Regions from separate parts of the Bos taurus genome. Here region 2 is linked to region 1. A link is a contact called in public Hi-C data. All regions are on one chromosome and are shown on one strand. The core of a region is the stretch at or near the end of the contact, and the rest is flanking DNA. Distances in the headings are between cores, read along the strand shown. Region 1 has its middle 160 kb from the start of BBOX1. Region 2 has its middle 99 kb from the start of CCDC34.

Evidence for each region. A called contact is a pair of places that touch in the nucleus more often than the background predicts.
Region 2: a Hi-C map of skin fibroblasts shows a contact between it and region 1, with 4 times the contacts expected there. The contact joins two enhancer-like sites. A contact is called at or near these places in 3 of 11 Hi-C or Micro-C datasets (liver, skeletal muscle and skin fibroblasts).

The regions. Positions count from the first base shown.
Region 1 is chr15:57,916,321-57,921,720 of ARS-UCD2.0, forward strand. No RefSeq gene overlaps it. Among named protein-coding and RNA genes, the nearest start is that of BBOX1, 160 kb to the left of the region's middle. Within about 2 kb of position 2,686, at least 19 of the 102 cell types and tissues checked have an H3K27ac peak or open chromatin away from gene starts, as enhancers often do. A contact at or near this core is called in skin fibroblasts, where this site is marked.
Region 2 is chr15:57,986,324-57,991,723 of ARS-UCD2.0, forward strand. No RefSeq gene overlaps it. Among named protein-coding and RNA genes, the nearest start is that of CCDC34, 99 kb to the right of the region's middle. Within about 2 kb of position 3,363, at least 6 of the 102 cell types and tissues checked have an H3K27ac peak or open chromatin away from gene starts, as enhancers often do. A contact at or near this core is called in skin fibroblasts, where this site is marked.

The sequences.
Region 1 (5,400 bases), core at 1,436-3,935:
TTGTGTAGCAAAAAGGTGTGACAAAGTTTGTGGCTATGATGAAGTTTATAAATGAGATGAAGCTAAGGACCCCGAGATGGGGAGATTACCCAGGATTATCCACTGGGCCCAATCTAATCACCCAGGACCTTAAAAGTGAAAAATCTTTCCCAGCTGTGGTCAGAGGGAGCTGTGGTTATGGGAGGATGGTCAGAGAGAGGCCACAGTGCTAGCTTTGAAGACAGAGGAAGGGCCATGAGCCAGGAACTGTTCACCCCTCCAGGCTTTCCATGGCTGTAGCCCTGCCAACACCTTGATTTTCACCTAGTGAGACTCCTCTGACTTCTCACCCACAGACCTGTAAAATACTCAGTTCACTTGGTGTTAAGCCACTAACTTAGTGGTGGTGACTTCTTATGACAACACCAAAAACTTGGTGTGCCCCTGCTTCAGCCAGAGCCTCTCCAGTATTACATTTTTGAGATCAGACTTTAGTGTGATATTTCTTTGGGGAAATAAAACAAAGGAGACATTTCCTGATTTTTATTTTTGAAAGTTGAAAACAAATTCTTTTCCCTGCTCCCCCACCTCTCTCTCTCTCCCCCTCTTTAAAAAGAGAAATATTGGTGCCCAAAGAGAGGACATGCTTTGTCCAGGGTCACACAATGACAGGGCAGCCGACCCAGGGTTTACTCTACTACAGCCTTACTGAGTGCTCAGTGATCTCCTCCTCTGGACCAGGGCTGCACCTGTGGGCTCTGCCAGCTGATATGGCACAAAATGTTTGATTAAAAAAAAGCTTTTGTCACTCAGCCATTCAGGCAGGATGAATCAGGCACTGTACCCAGCATCGGCAATGAAGGGGTGAATGCAACCCAGTCCCACCGCTGGGAAACCCAGAGTGCCACTACCAAGAGATATGCAGAGTGTGAAAGAACACAGAGCAAGGCTACTGAGCCCAGTCTGGGAGCTGGCAAAGGCTTTCCATTGGAAGTGACACCTAAGCTAAAGCTGGAAGGGTGAGTAGAGGTTGACCAGACACCGAAGGGAAAGAAGAGTGTTCTGTGCAGAAGGATAGTGGTGCATAGGTGTCAAGAGGAGAGAGGGGCAGCTTCCACGAGTTGAGTGTGTATGAAATACAGGAGTCAAAGAGAAGCAAGTGGGGAAAGGTGAGACTGAAGAAATACCTTGGATTGAGCACAAAAGGCCTTGTGAGCTTAGTTAAATGATCACCTGGGTTTACCTTCAATGAAAGCCCATTCCTGGGTGACAATGGGAAGCCATGGAAGATCTCCCAGCACTGATGCAGAAAGACGCAATACACAGGACTGGGACTGAGTAGGGACACAATAACTTTCTGTTGACTCTGAATTCAGTGTGGTGATGGGTATGATCAATGAGTGTGCAGAGTGCAACAGGAGCAGGGAGAAAGATCTGGGACTCTACCTGGGGAAGCTGGGAAGGTTCACAGAGGATGAGAATAGCAAAGGGCATGTTAAGTGATGTTGTTTTTCTCTGCAATCTTCTATGAGCACCCGCTAAGTCTCTGGGATACATCACATCCCTGTAGATCTTCTTGCCTTGAAAATTCTACTTATTCACACCTCTATCCCTGTTTTTTTTAATTTTATGTTAATGATGTGTCTTCATAGTATAATGTTTAAGTAGCTTTCTAAGGGTATATGGTAAAAACCATTCCCTGCCTTCAGTAAATTTCTTCCTTGTCAACAGACAAGACAGCAAAGTGTCCAGGCTTGTAGGGTTGAATCATAATGTCTAAGTCATTCACGGCTGTTCATTAACAGTTTCATTTTGCCAGTCTCCCTTACAGCTAAGGGTAGATGGACACATGACCCAATTCTGATTAATAGTGTCCTGATCAATTATATATAAGTGTAAGTCAACTGGGAGGGCTTCTGTGATACTTTTGTTCTTTCATTGATAAAATGGCATAGTCATTCCAGGGAAAGGACCCTTTGCCTCTCTACACCCCACCTATCAGCTTTCTATTTTTGAATACTGTTGTGATATCTAGGAATATGGTAGCCATCTTGCAGCCACAGGGAAACCAGGAGAATCAATGACCCACATATGTATGGAGAATGGAAATGTTCCTGGCGTCTTGATGACATTCTTGTGCTAAAGCTCTCACTTTAGAGTACTTACTTCCAGTCTTCATATTACATAAGATAGTTAACCATCTTTATGGCTTAGGCGCTATCAGTCAGATTTTTTGTTACTTGTAAGCAAATATATCCTAAATTATACAATTATTTCCAAAAAGAGGATCATGTTTCTTCTCATTGGAATTATGAGACTCTAAGGCTATTAACAGAGAACAAAGTGGTAGTCTATGGCCAACTAGCCACATGAAGAAACAAGATAACCACTCCAATTCTAGAACAGCAAAGCTTCCTTCCTCCATTCCTTCCTTCCCAGTGACGATTCTTCCTTGGCTGGGAGGAGATGTCTGCTTTTCTGATTTCATAGCTTTCAAGAGCACCCATTGCTTCATTGCCCTTTGCCTTTGGCCAGGTTCATGGTGGTCCCTCTGGAGGGCCTGGCTTGTTAAGAAAATCTGACTTGTCAAAAATCAGAATCAGGTTTTTTTTTTGGCAACTGCAAAGGTAAGCTGTCACCAGTTCTGTCAACAGTCACAGCAGAAAGAGAGCTATTTATTCATCTGCGACCTTCATGAGTCACAGTCTAAACATTCTATGAACCCTCCTGTGGCAAGTCATACCCTGCCCTGATCTCTGGAGAGAGTGCTTCCCACCCAGCACCACTTCAGCACAACAGACTCTCGGCTTTTGGCTGTCTAATCTTGGCACTGCACAAGTGGTCATGTTATTAATGACTCTGAGTCATCATATAGGGCATTCCATCTGGAATGTATGTACTATTTAATGAGCAGGAGGGGGATGGAGGTCTACTCTGTCCCAGGCAAAATGTGAGGTTTCTCATGGCTCTGCTGCTGCCTTACTGTATCCCCTTTAAAATACAATCCTAAATATTTGCATGTCTATAAATTGGTTCAATTTTTTTTAAGAGAGCAATGTGAAGTAAGTCTCCCTCTATTCCCCTCCCTGTCTTCTAGACCCCCTTTCCTGTGTCCCTTCCCTGGAGACAATCACTATTAATCATTTTTAGACATCGTGCCAGAGACATTTTCCTCCTCTCCTTTGTCTTATTCCTCCCTCCTCCCTCTGTATCCTCCCACCCTCTCTCTCGCTCTCTCATTCTCACTCTCTGTATGTGTGTGTATATATACACACACACATATATATACACACACACATAAATGTATATGCATACTTTTTTTTTTTTACACTGGTGAAAGTCAGCTTTATACACTGTTCTCTGTCTTGCTATGTTCCCTTATATTCACTTATCAATACTTTCTGGAGATCATTCCACACGATTTCATACAGGACTTTCTTATTCTGTGAATGTCTGCACATCTCTCTACTATAGACTGTAATATATTCAGCCAGATTCCTAACTGAGAGCCTTAGATTTTTTTTTTCCTAGTCTTTGTTAATGTTTCAACCAATGGCTTTTCACAACTGTCTTATTGTGAGAACATTTCTGAGGGATTAATTCTTGGACATAAAGTTTCTGAATCAGAGTAGATGCATGTAAATTTTTGGTTGATAGTAACACATTTTTATCCAAATATGGAGCTAATTTATACCTTATCAAGAATGTATGAGACCTTGAAATTATTACGTTAAGTAAAAGAAACAGGAAACCAAAAGGCCACGTGTTATATAAGTCCATTTATAATGAAATGGCCAGAATAGACAAATCCTTAGAGATAGAAAGTAGATCGCTGGCTGCAAGGCGCTGGAGGGAGAGAACAGTAAGGAGTGACTAATAGGCACAAGTCTGCTTTGAGGACTGATGAAAATGTTCTGAACTTACATAGTGGTGATGGTTGTGCAATCTCCTAAAATCCACTGAATTGTGTCCTATGTAATGAATTGCATGTGAATTATCTCAATAAAGCCGTTATTTTTAGAAAAGAGTAATCTGGAAATAATGCATATTTTTAAACATTGTAATAAAGAAAATATTCATGCCTTTAAAAAATACAGTCCTGTCCTTGTACGACAAAGGTTCAAGTCTCTCCACCTCTTGGCGACCCCCTTTTTTAAACATCCTCTTGTTTATCAATGTCAATTAAAATTCAAAAGATTTAACCATACCCAGGTTAAATTATAGGTCTGCCCACCCCTAAGGGTGAGGGAGATGGTAGGGAGAAACCTAGACCTTTTTTAATTTTAGACATGAGTCTTTAATTAGAATTTTTCAAATTATTTCAAATTTCTGCTCAATCTCCATTTATACAGTGAATTTAACTATCCCCTTTGAAGTAAGAAAACGTTCAAACCTTGATGACACAATTCATGGAAATTTCACTCATCAACGCCTCACAAGTGTCGGCATAGTTTAGTAGTTACTTCTATCAGGAAGTCTTCCGTGATCTCATTAGGTAGTGCTCCATTTATGAATTCCTGTAGCACCTGCTGCTTCCTTGATGAGAGTGCTTGTCATATTGGTAATTGCCTTTACTAATGTCAATCACCCTTATAGAATTCGAAAGTTCTGTGAAAGCAGGGTCTATCTCATATCACTACCATCTGGAACATCCCCTGACACATAGTAGGCTCCTCAAGTCATACAAATTGAGTGAATGAGGTAGAGGGAAGGAAGCACCTTCCACAGCCAGGCAGATACCAAAACTAGCTCTCAGGCCCTAAACTTAGAAGAGAGGATGGGAAACTAGACTGACCACAAGGCTGTTTCTAACATCCTATCCAGCTGTGTCCATGACAATATCCACATCTAGAGGACAAGGTGAAAGTGTAAGCCAAGTTTTACACTTTTCTGTTCAATAAAAAGGGAGTCCGCAGACTTAGAGAATGAACTTATGGTTGCCAGGGAGGAAAGATGTGGGGAAGGGATAGTGAAGAAGTCTGGGATAGACGTGTACAGACTGCTATATTTAAAGTGGATAACCCACAAGGTCCTACTGTAGACCAGGGAACTCTGCTCAATGTCATGTGGCTGCCTGGATGGGAGGGGAGTTTGGGGGAGAATGAACACAGGTATATGTATGGCTGAGTCCCTTTGCTGTCCATCTGAAACTATCACAACATTGTTAATCAGCTATCGTGCTCACGTTCATGCTTAGTTGCTCAGTCGTGTCCAACTCTGTGTGACCCCATGGACTATAGCACACCAGGCTCCTCTGTCCATGGGATTTCCCAGTCAAGAATACTGGAGTGGGTTGCCATTTCCTTCTCCAGGGGATATTCCTGACCCAGGGATAAAACCCAGGTCTCCTGCATTGCAGGTGAATTCTTTACCAGCTGGACCACCAGCCCTGTTAATCAGCTATTCTCCAATATTAAATTA
Region 2 (5,400 bases), core at 2,113-4,612, 71 kb after region 1:
AGCGGTATCACTTACTCCTTGACCACAGGGTATTTATGGTAACTTACTCCAAGTAATGCTGTGTGTGAAAAAAGAGACCCAGCGCTGCCCTATGCAAAGAGAAGACAGTGAGAGGGTCTGGAAGCCCACCAAGAAGCAATACTCTTGTCTCCATCCAAGAGAAACCAAGGTTTTACCACAGGGCTGAAGTCTGGGTGGCCCTTTGGGTTTCCAGTCTGCATCAGAGGCACACACACAAAAACTGACATTATGATAATTAGTCTCCACAACATGCTTTCAAGGGAGGCATTATTAGGCCCATGTTATAGGTGGAGAAACTGCAGACACGAAGAAGCTATTTTTCCCACCCAAGGCCACCCAGTGTCAGGGATGAAAATGAGGTCAAAAACTAGGAGCAAGCCATACTCAGCATAAGCCAGGAGACATTTTCTACAAGGAATGTTAAAGTAAGCTTTTTAACCAGTGCCTAGATATATTTCTTGTAGAAAATATTGCATGGCTTACGCTGAGGAGTTTAAGATCCCACACTGGCAATGCAGCGGGCATGGGTTCGATATCTGGTCAGGGAACTCAGACTGTGCATGCCACATGGCACAGCCAAAAGAAAAAGTGAAAGGTGGAAAAGCACAGACGAGCTCTAGATACAATATTTTGTTATTTGTTATAATTTGATGTGATTTTGAATGTATTCATCACCACAAATGTTTTCCACAATCCCCGTTTCTTGAATGTCTTTTACTATTACACCTGTGTGACTTTGGACAGGTTATTTAATCTCTCTGTGCCCCCATTTCCTCACCTGTGAAAAATCGGGATAATAATTTCCTCCCTTGCAAAAACTGGGGATCTCACCAGGAATGAGATGAGGTCGTGTGTGTAAGAAACTTCAGCAGAGTCTGGCGTGGAGTAGGTATCGCATGGCAGTTATTCCTGCACAGATTCGGCCACACCTCTCCTCACAATAAGGCAAGTTGGTCCATGGTAGAAGCCGTTGGGTTCACTGGTCTCTGCTCCCCACAAGGCTGGAGAGGCAGTAAACTTGGAGTAGGCTTTAAAAAGTAATTTTGTCTGAATCCCAAAGGACAAGGGATTCTCCATATGACTTATTTCCCTTCCTGAGTTTCATACTGTTCAGTCATACCCCTTTAACTAAATATTTACCATTATATATATATATACGTGAAATGCCCAGTTTCCAAGAATGTTTTTGTTATCATGATTTCTTCATATTTTATAATCTTCAAAGTGATTTCACAAACATCATTTCACTGAAATCTGGTATCAATTCTGTGAAGAAGCAAACTCTAAATGTGTTCATTTTATGGATGGGGAAACTGAGATACTCTGAAATAATTGTCTCCAGGTCATATTGATTAATAGTAATAATAGTTACTAACATTTTTGAAAACCCAGTATTAGGTTAAACACAAGAAAATGCTGATATTCTACCACTTTAAAGCTGCAAAATAGTAATTTCATATTGTCTAACATAAATGCTAAGTGTATCTGTCATTTAAACCTCATATCAACCCTGTAAAGGAAGAACAACCCCCCATTTTATCAACAAGGGGAATGAAGATTTAGAGGCAAAGACATTTGCCCAAGGTCAAACAGTGGAGCCAGGGTTCAGAGCACAAACTATTACCAGCTCCACTGTATGGCCTAGGAAATAGGACTTGCACTGCTACCCTAATCTCTGACTACTAATGTAACATTGTTACTATTAAAAACATAACATGTTCATACTCACTCTCTGTAACAGCTACATAAGGGAGAAAAGATCATCCCCATATTGAAAATGAGAAAGCTGAGACTTGGAACTGTTTCATGGCTTGGCCAAAGTCAAACAGCCCTTAAATTTTGGAGTTGAGACTCAAACCAAGGCTGTGCAACTTCAACATTTGGGCTTTTGCTACCACATCAGCGGTTCCCAAGTCGCCTGGGGACCTTTAAAAACCGCCAAAATCCCGGTGAATCTGCAAACATATTTAATGACAACCTCTTCCCAAGGTGGCTCAAGTGGTAAAGTAATCCTCCAGCCAATGCAGAAGTCATAGGAAAGACGGGTTAGATCCCTGGGTCGGGAAGATCCCCTGGAGGAGGAAATGGCACCCCACTCCAGCATTCTCACCTGGGAAATCCCATGGACAGAGGAGCCTGGTGGGCTACGGCCCATGGGGTCAGTCCAGCACAACTGAGCATACACACACACTTGAGCTAGAACACATGAATGCATAGTTTTTGAAACATTCCAAGTGACCTCAGTGGGCAAACAAGCTTGGGAGCCACTGTACTACCCAGGCTCCAGCCATCCCCACCCCACCTACTACATCTTCTACTCTATGGTAGCTACAGGCCCTGAAGACTCTGCTATCAGTTTAACCCCATAGACGTGATCTTAATTGTGTTTTATACAGCAGGAGTGTCTGTTTCGCAGACACATTCTGCAGAGAGCTCCCAGCAGCGACAAAAACAAGTCAAAGCAATGGGCCAATCTCATTATCTTCCCACTAACAACAATCAGCTATCACTGAGGCTAAAATGGACAATGGTTCACTGAGGGTGACCCTCCACTCTCCTGAGTATTTAGCTCCAGCCTCCAGGTACCCTGAAGGGAGACAGCTGAGTATCACTGGAGTCTGGCTGGGGAGTGAGGCAGCGGCTCTGGCCAGCCCTGAGCAGTGCGGCAGCCTCCACCTTCATCATCACTCGCATTTGCCATATTCAGGGTCAGGACCATGCTACTGGATGTGAACAGGGAGGCATGTATTGCCTCCCACTGGGTCCAGTCACCACCAGTTCAGAATACTTCATCTGTCCGAACTTCACTTATTTTCAAAAATATGCTTCTTTGATTTCTGCAAGCCAAACCCATGGAAAAATAACGGAAACCGAATGCCAGGGAAATGGCGCCAAGGCAAACACATGTGAGCCCTGAAATAACAGGAGATACTGTGGTCACGTCTGACCTTCTGAACTGTGCTATGGGTTGAAGCAAAAACAGCTCTTGCTGCTGCTTATGGGGTGCATGGTAATGCTAGTTTATTTGTAATGCAGAAGAACTTGGGTTTAGCAAGATTGCCTTTTGAAACTTGGACTCGGCCAAGGGGCCAGAAATAATATCCTTTTGAGGAATGACTGTTTTGTTTTTTTTTTTAAAAAGACCACCCTTCACCTCTGGAATCAACACAAGCCCAGAATCTCCTGATTTTTATCTGTCAAATGATTAATATCTAAGACTCCCAGAGCTTCTACAAATGTTTCTTTTCTGATTATGGCAATATTTTGGTGCAGTCTAACATAGAAGCAGGAATGCAAGTTCACTTGTTGATTTCAGCAGCCTGCAAGAGATAAATGTGGAAGGGCCCAGATGGGAACATAAAATGATGACTCGGGGTCAAAAGTGAATACACAGAAGGCTCCTGGATCCCACATTAACCAGTTCAGGCCCCAGTAGTAAAGCAGTCTCAGACCCACTAAAGGACTGCCAACAGTTACATTCTTAGTAGTTGTATTCTGGGCACACAAAGCAAGTTACCCAGAGGAATTTGCTCCATGTTAACATTACCAAGAAAAGACCACAAGCTACAGAGTTCATGCAAATGAAGACTGGTTCCCATGGAAGAGATTAAAACAATTGCCAAGCTTGCCTAAAAATGAAATACACATTTTCAGGTAGTTTTTGGGTAATATTCTCTTCCTTTAGTTACATCATTTGCTACATATCCAGATGTGTCTTAAAGAGAAAAAAATACATGGTAAAGCTAGCTTTATTGTAATTATCATGGGGAAAACACCCTATAAAAGAAACAATACAAATATTTTGTAGTGCTGTATGTTCAAATGTAATTACTTTTCATGTTAATATATTTAATCCTCACAAATAGGGATTGCTATTAACTGCCAGAAATTCTATTGACATTTTTATTTTAATGGAATCATATTTATCAGTCTTTTCATCTGTTCTTTCTCTTGCTAGGAAATAAAAAAATCAAAGCATTGTTCAAGAATTTTAAAAATCCCCAAAATAAAAAACACTTCTCCTGTATTTTCTTCTACAAAGTTCCAGTGTTCAATTTTCATATTTAGGCTTATAATTTATCATGAATTTACTTTGGAATATGTGGGGTAGGAAACAAACATATTTTTCCCAAAAGGATAACCAATTTTCCTAGTAACACTTATTCCTAGTACCACCATCATTTCCACACCAATAATGTCACATTCGTCATATGTCAGGCTTACCTATCAGTGCGGGTTGGCTTCTGGGCTTTGTTCCGTTTATTCCTATCATGACACTACACAATCTTAATTGCTACAGCTTTACAGCATGTTTATATCCGACAGAAGAATTCCAACACCCTCCTCACCAATCTTGTCTATTTTTTTTATACCAAAACTTATATCAATTTTAGGATGACTTGATTAAGTTCCAGGAAAAACTCTATTGAGGTTTTTGCTATAATTTGCAAGTTAATTTGGGGGAATTGATATCTTCTTGATACTGAGTTATCACATCAATGAACAAGGTATGTTTCTCCACTTCTGTTGCCTTTCTATCCTGATTAACAGAAAGAGTCTTTGTCTTATCCCTGATTTTAAAGCAAAAGATTTTAACATGTCATCCTTAAAAAATGTTTGCTGTAGATCTTTAGTACATGCCCTTATTAATTGAGCAAGTTTCCTTCTATTTTCCTAAGTTTTTAATTATGGACAGGTATTGAATTTTATCAAACCCTGTTGATACTTTTCTCCTTTCATCTTTTTAATATCAACTCATCTTTGCATTCCTATGATAAATCCACTTTTATTTTAATAGGTTTATTAATATTCAACTATTCTGCTTATAAGCACATTTATTGAACTGGCCAAAAATTTCATTTGGGTTTTCCATAAGTTATGGGAAAGCCCAAGTGAACTTTTTGACCAACAAAATATTTGTAAATGTAGCTGGTTTATAATCTTCTTTTCTTATACTCTGTTTGAGTTGGAAAATGTTCCCTTTCCTTCTATTCTTTGATAAAATTATTATCAGTCTGCAATTATCTGTTCCTTGAATGATTAGTCCAACTCATCTGGTCTTATGGAGGGTTAGCGGGTTAACTTTGAATGACTAGTTCCATTTCTTTACTCGTGAAGTTTGTACTCCTGTTTCCATTTTTCCTTGAGATAGTTTTTATGTCATTTTCTATTTGAAATTTGATGTCATATTTTTCTATTTGAAATTTCTGTCTTTTCAAATTTATGGGTATGATATCCTCTTTTATCTTTATGATATCTGTAGTTATAACTCCTTTTTCATTTCTAATATTGTTGGTGAATTTTTTTTTAAGTTTTGCTAAATTAGTTTTTATTTCAAAGCATCAGCTGGACTGAACACTGTGCTCTACCCAGATTCAG